Regions from separate parts of the Hordeum vulgare genome. Here region 1 is linked to region 2. Evidence: chromatin contacts called from public Hi-C data. All regions are on one chromosome and are shown on one strand. The core of a region is the stretch at or near the end of the contact, and the rest is flanking DNA. Distances in the headings are between cores, read along the strand shown. Region 1 holds the start of LOC123425799 (histone H2A.4). Region 2 holds the start of LOC123425796 (chitin-inducible gibberellin-responsive protein 1).

Region 1 (3,421 bases), core at 565-3,064, 520 kb before region 2:
CTTTACTATGAATCAAGGGGGGGGGGTAAAGTCAAAGTAACCCTGTGTCCAAAACATCAAGGAGAATCTGAGGCAAGGCCATTGAAGGGCGTGTGCGAGCTTTGTGCTCGCACACGGCCCCAAAAATCGTGCCCCCAACTAGGTCCATACATGTATATATGCAGTATGAGGAAAAAAAATAGTTTTATGCTAAATTTGTAACATGTTCGTTGCTCGGCCTTCTTGGGCCTGGAACACTTGAGTCCTAATTAGACGAGGTGGATCGCTATTCGGTAGATGCCTAGATTGCTCGTATCCTAGACGAAACGATAGCCCAAGCGCACCGTAACTTCCATAGTTCCGCTTCTATACCCCGCATCTCGTCTTCTTGCGTTTCGAATTAGATCGGCTAGGCGCTGGCGGCAATCACTTTGCGGAAGCGGAGAACTTATGGTTTTGGCGAATTCCACCTAACTTTCGAGTGCCGGACGCCGACGACGACATTGGAGCTGTGCCGCAGTGCCGCCCAAGGAAGTGAGGAACGAAAGACCAACTCGTGTGGTGCCCTCCCTATCCATAGTCTCCACGCTCATTCCTTTTCTCTAATTTTGACACAAATTACAAATTACAAAGTTGAGTTGATATTTAACTAATATGTTTTGGAACTATTTTTGTCTAGCGTTCAAGTTCACAAGTAGTCACTGATTCGAGACTTTCGGTAGTTGCTTGTTCTATCGTCCAAGTCAAAAATCAAGGTAATATACGATTCTGAGTATTTTGAACTATCTATACAAGTCACAAGCGTATATTTCATGTGAGCTCATCGGTCCTATCGTCCTTGCGTTCTACTATGACATAAAAAGACTGAATGGTTTGACCACAATAGCACTTGAAAAATGATATATTGGAGAATATTAATTATGAAGATGTAATTGAAAATTGTATTTTGAGGAACACAAGACGGATGACAGTTTTTAATAGACATGAGGTTAGTTTATTGGTTTTAGTATTTTGTATAGATACTTGAGAATTTTCTAAACATTGTATGAAATAGCATAAATTATAATTACATAATTAAGAGATTATGTTTGCGTTATCATATATATTTTTAAATGTTAGGGCCTCATTTTGTTTTTCGCACTAGGGTTTCGAATTCCTCGATTCGGCCTTGATTCAAGGAATCACCCTCGATGAATTTCACTTGATACAATTGTCAAGGTGACGTGGAAGGAAACGTCCTCGAGAATGCTATAAAGAGGACGCGTAAGGGTGAGAAAGGCTTCATCGGTGAGAGGCGAGGAAATATAAGAGTGGACGTGATGTGTGCATGGAGGAGAAAGAATAGTAAGGAAGATACACGGGATGCCACTTTAGTCACTTGACTCTAGTCATGCCCCATTAATTTTAATTTCATATTATGTTTGTATAAGCGGAACTTGTACTCCATAGTTACATTATTGTTGATCAAAAAAAGTTACATTTTTTTAAGAAAAAAGTTACATTATCGGTGGAGCAAGCACACATCTTATCTTTACTGGAGAAGAAATAAGACTGACAGGTGGGCTATATAATTTTTTTAAAACACGTGACCACTCCGTCGATGCCCATACAGGCCTGGACTGCCGCGGAAGGTCCAAAACGAAAATCTTCCCCGCCCCATATGCCCACGTCCTCCCGCCGCTTCCGGATCCGAACCCTCGCGGCCCCGTCGCTCACATCCACCGTCCAATCTCGCGCATCCGACGGCCCTAAACAGCGATCCGCGTGATCGCCGCCCATTCGCTGCCGCCCCGTCCCTACCCTCCTATATATTCTCCCCAGCGCTGAACGACTCCTCCCACCTGCGTTTCTTTCGCCTCCACAGCCTCTTGTCCCCTCGCCCGTTCCGTCTCCCGTAGCAGCGCCTCCCTTCGTTCCCCTCTTCCTCGGTTGCTGAGATGGCCGGCCGTGGGAAGGCAATCGGCGCTGGCGCTGTCAAGAAGGCGACGTCGAGGAGTTCCAAGGCCGGGCTGCAGTTCCCAGTTGGCAGGATCGCCAGGTTCCTCAAGGCCGGCAAGTACGCCGAGCGCGTCGGAGCCGGCGCCCCTGTCTACCTCGCCGCCGTCCTCGAGTACCTCGCCGCTGAGGTTCGTTTCTCCCGGATCTCAATCCTTGCCCTCGGTCTCTCGGTATTCTATTACTTGATCCGGTTCCGTCGCGGTTCCGATAAATCTGGGCTATTCTTAGATCTGTTTAGAACCGTACCGTCAGTTAGTAGCAATCCGTCAATATTGGAGTTATTTACCTGTCCCAAATCGTTAGGATAGGGTTTCTTGGGTGCGAAGATGCGCTTTCATATAGTATATCCATTGCATTGGTTGCTGCTTGTTTTAATCTTGTCGTTCTCCCCCTTCTATCCAGGTTCTGGAGCTGGCCGGCAATGCCGCCAGGGACAACAAGAAGACCCGTATCGTGCCCCGCCACATCCAGCTCGCTGTGCGCAATGACGAGGAGTTGACCAAGTTGCTTGGCGGTGCCACCATTGCCAGTGGCGGTGTGATGCCCAACATCCACCAGCACCTCCTCCCAAAGAAGGCCTCTTCTTCCAAGGCCTCCACCGTCGATGACGACGACAACTGAGGCCCGCCCTTTTCATCACTGCCACCCCAGTCATGGATTACATTTGCATCACAAAGAGGGAGGAGTTTCTTGTTTCCTAGGATTTAGTGTCTTGGTTTTCAGAAGAGTCCGGATGGTTTGGTATTAGGAATTTCTAGTTGGTGGTCGGATTAGTTGCTTCAATCCTATGGCTGTGAATATGCCAAAGAAATTATCGAGTGTTTAAACTCAGATGTAATCCTGCTTGATCTTATCCGGTTTCCATGGTTGAAGAAATTGAAAGGATCTGAACTTTAAGCATATTGCCAATTCTGTTCCTCTTCGTTTGTCTTATCTGTTCTTTGTTTCGCCTGATGAATCAAATGTTCCATGCTCTGGCTAATTGTTTGCCAATATTTCATTGGCTTTTGGTAGTACATAATTACATCGTGTTTTTATAAATATTATGTGTTTCTGGTGGAACAAATGATATGTAACCAATTTCCATCCCCCATTCTTGTGATGAGACCAGAATGATCGAAGTACGGACTTACGAGTGCTGCATAGATTTCATTCTGCAACGTTATATTTTCACAAATTTCATTCCAAATTAGTATCAATCCCTCCCACAACGGACCTTATCCTAGGATTGCTTTAGGCAATCATCTGTTGAACGAACTTACGACTGTTATGTTGGCCGTGGCAAACCTGCTCTACAGAGTAGTTTGAAGGTAGATGCGTTTGTTTGCCCAGCATCAGTATTAACCGCCGTAACAATGTCTCGAAGGGATCGAGATCTCAGGTGTACCGTCGACGCGACAGCTCTTCCATCGACGTGTATATTACTCAACCGTTTGCATATACT
Region 2 (3,377 bases), core at 646-3,145:
TGGTCATTATATAAACTCCTTGAACCCAACAGATGGACTTCAAGAAATGCCTATGGACAAATCCTATAAATGTAACTTAAGGCAACCATTAGTCCATAGGAATTGCCATCAAGTACCAAAACCACATATGGAGATATATGCTCTAACAGCCGCCCAAGCAAAGGAGATGGCAGGGTAGCAGGCCATCATGAAGTCCATCCACGATGAGCCCTATGTGGCGGCCAACCGGTGCTTTATTTCGTCGAACTCGACGTGAAGGTGGAGGTGAAACCGGAGGATCCATATGAGCCCGCGTTGCGGTTACGTCCATGTATGAAGTGCATGTCATGGAAATAATGAACATCTTCAACAAGCACCGGGTAATTTAGGTTATTTGATCTATATAGTACATAGTTTGCATATTTTTTGTATTTATCATATGAAGTATGAGACAAAAAAAACAAATTTAAATTTTGATCCGTTAATGTACGTAGACGCATTGCAAGTGTCCGCGTAGGCGTCCGGACCCGGAAGCGTTTGGGGTCAGCTTTCTTGTGTGTGGCTGAAGATGCTTTCATGGTCTTAATTTCTTTTTTGGCGAGTGGACCTTGCCTTTATTATAATCACTGCACAGTTAGTTTAGCCTTGGTGTGACACCACTTCACAAAGCCAAAGCGTACCTTTTCTCTTTCTCCATGTCTCTCAGCATTATATTTATAAAAAAGTCGATTCGTGTTTTTGGTGGCAGCTTCGCGCATGCCGCTGCAAAAATAATTTAGAAAGGAGATCATAGAAGGTTTTCAGAGCACTGAGCACCCATCATCGTTCGTTCTCGCGCATCGAATCCGCATCAGGTGAGACGTCAGTGGCCTGCTCATCCAGTAGAATAAGCCCACTAGGTTCCAATAGGACGACGACGGGCCCCAGGGGAGTTCATGGGGTGCGGCCCATTCACAGCTGTTCCTTCCTTCCTTAAAGTTTAAGAACGCGGGTAGTCGCAGCAAGTTTGCATCGTGCCCAGCGTCCTTCTAGAAGCCAGCCTACGTTCTTGCTTTGTTCAGACCTGGAGCTCACATTTGGTGGCAAACTTTCTTACGTACGGATAACTAGCTACCTTACTGGGTGCGTTTGAACTACATGTCACATCTCCGTAGCCATTGCACAGTGCATAAAATCCAGTAAAAAACGTACACGATCCCTATCACAAAAAAAAAATACTGCTTGCACATTTTTAAAATTTACCACTTGCGTTGGAGTTTGCAGTAATGGAAAAATACTGAGAAAAGAAAGTGGAAAGTAGGCAGCAGGCCAATCGCATTTCTTGTACCGGAGGAAAAAAAAGAGGCATCACATTCTCCCATCGAAATGGAAACCACCGAGGCAAAAGCGGGAGCGCATCCCACATCACCCTCCTCCGTCGTCTTCCTCGCGGTGGTCCCCGCGCCAACGCACGGGGCCCACGTCACCATCTTATCTCCCGCAGCCCCGTCTCATCGGACGGACGGGCGGGCCAAGCAAGCATCCATCCGCGAACCGCCGAAGCCCCCGGGCCACACACACGATGGCCAGCCCACCCTCGGATCCCGATCGCACGGCCGCGGACCGTTCAAACCTCCTTGCGCGTGAGGTCAAACGCGAGACCGCGTGTCCGTGCTGCCGGCGTCACGCGTGTCGTGGCACCTCGCCGCGCGCCGCACGTGACTGCGCGTCGGCTCGGTGGAGCGTCCGATCCTCATCCGACGGGGCCCGTGCCTCCGCCCGTAACGGCGTGAAGGGCGCGGAAGCCACGGCGTCAGGACGCGGGAGCGCTGACCGGGGAGACGGCGTCAGGCGCGCACGGTCGCCGTCTGCTCGGAGCCGGGGGCATATAAAGCCGTGGCACTTTGGGATTTATTTATTTCTCTCTCGCTCGCCGTCTTGCTTGTGATAGATATTAATTATCGCGCACACGAAAAGAGGGAGGGGGCGCAAAGAGAGAAGGGACTAGGACACGAGAACCACAAGAGAGAGAGAAGAAAAGCGAGAGAGAAAGGGAGGGAGATTGCTGGAGGTGGATCGAGGCGCCGGGCCGGCCGTGCAGATCGGAGGAGGTGAGAGCTCCCGTCCTCGTACCTCGTCGGCTTCCGTGCCTGCTGTGCGACTGATTTTTGCCGGAAGCCGCTGAATTGCTGTGCTTTTTTTGGGTGTTTTTTGCCTGGCTATTTCGGGTTTGATTCCATAGTTCGGGAGGGCGAAGGTGGGATCCTGGGCGGGTTCCGGGCTCTCGTTCGGCGATGAGATGGGCTGTTGGACGGGGTTTGGTGGTTCGGGTGAGTGGTGTCTAGCTGACGAATCAGTTGGGGATTCGTCTTGGTTTGAGCCAATTCGACCTGCCAAAGGCCTCGGCTGAGAGCATTTCGCTTCTAGCTTCCACGGATGACCTCCATTTCGGGGACGAAGGAGTTGATCCTGCTCCGCTTCCGCTCTGGAGGCTACTGTTGCATTTTGTTCCTAATTTTATACTGGCTGGCTCCTAGGTCTAGGTGGGCATGGCCTACTTATGGTTCGTCTGATGGGCGCTCATCCGTGCGAGATGTACTTTTATGTTACTTGCCTGGACTTGTGCCCGGAATTTATTATTCCAGAGTTAGTTAATTTCGTCGCCAAATTAGTGATTCTCATGTTAGAAATGGAACCATCGCTGCCTCTGGTTTATGGAAACATGGAGGCAGGCATACAGTAGTAGATTGATGCGGTAGCTCCAACTAGTCTAAACTAATTTTCCCGGGGAGGAACCACAGGATCTATCTGCCTCCTTGATTGGGACATATACACCTCGGAAAAAAAAATCTTATGTTTCGCTTGATTGACGAGTCAATTGGACCTGCCTTTCCTGAAGACGATTCATGGAAAAAGAACTCCCTTACCAGGCAAAGTGCCCCAATAGATGAACGAATCGAGGTTGGTCCTTGAGAGTGCGTCACTAACTTAATATCCAATAATCAATACTACGATTTTAGCTACCCTTAGCAGCTTAGCCTACTACACATGTTACACAAATTGGCTTCTTGTGTGAGTGATGAAAGGTGCTGCTGATTCCACACGGTCTGAGTGGTCAAACTTCTTGTTGCTAGTGGGGGGGGGTTCCATCTTGGGAATTCATAGGAAGAGCTACGGACCAATAGTCAAACCAACAAGGCTGGTCAATCGTCTTCAACCAACTAGAGAATCTTAGGGTCCGCTGAACATTGGTCTCAGTCGTGCATTCACTGAAGGATCGGTGACCAAACAGTGGGTCAGTTCTCTTAAACCAACTAGAGAATGCTCATGGTTGCATGTCTTAATCGTGAAGGGTGGTCAATGGGCGCGCTGAAGGGAGCTGTAAGAAATGTTAGTTTGTCCTGTTGTTTGTTCTCCAA

The links. A called contact is a pair of places that touch in the nucleus more often than the background predicts.
Region 1: a contact with region 2 is called in a Hi-C map of seedling, with 5 times the contacts expected there. The contact joins the promoter of LOC123425799 here to the promoter of LOC123425796 in region 2. A contact is called at or near these places in 1 of 6 Hi-C or Micro-C datasets (seedling) and 1 of 1 datasets of contacts at active chromatin or transcription factors (embryo).

Annotation. Positions count from the first base shown.
Region 1 is chr2H:192,991,618-192,995,038 of MorexV3_pseudomolecules_assembly, reverse strand. LOC123425799 (histone H2A.4) reads left to right here and starts at 1,814. Exons shown (of 2, transcript XM_045109538.1): 1 at 1,814-2,105; 2 at 2,380-2,877. The coding sequence starts at 1,917. The coding sequence ends at 2,598.
Region 2 is chr2H:192,471,524-192,474,900 of MorexV3_pseudomolecules_assembly, reverse strand. LOC123425796 (chitin-inducible gibberellin-responsive protein 1) reads left to right here and starts at 1,895. Exons shown (of 2, transcript XM_045109533.1): 1 at 1,895-2,069.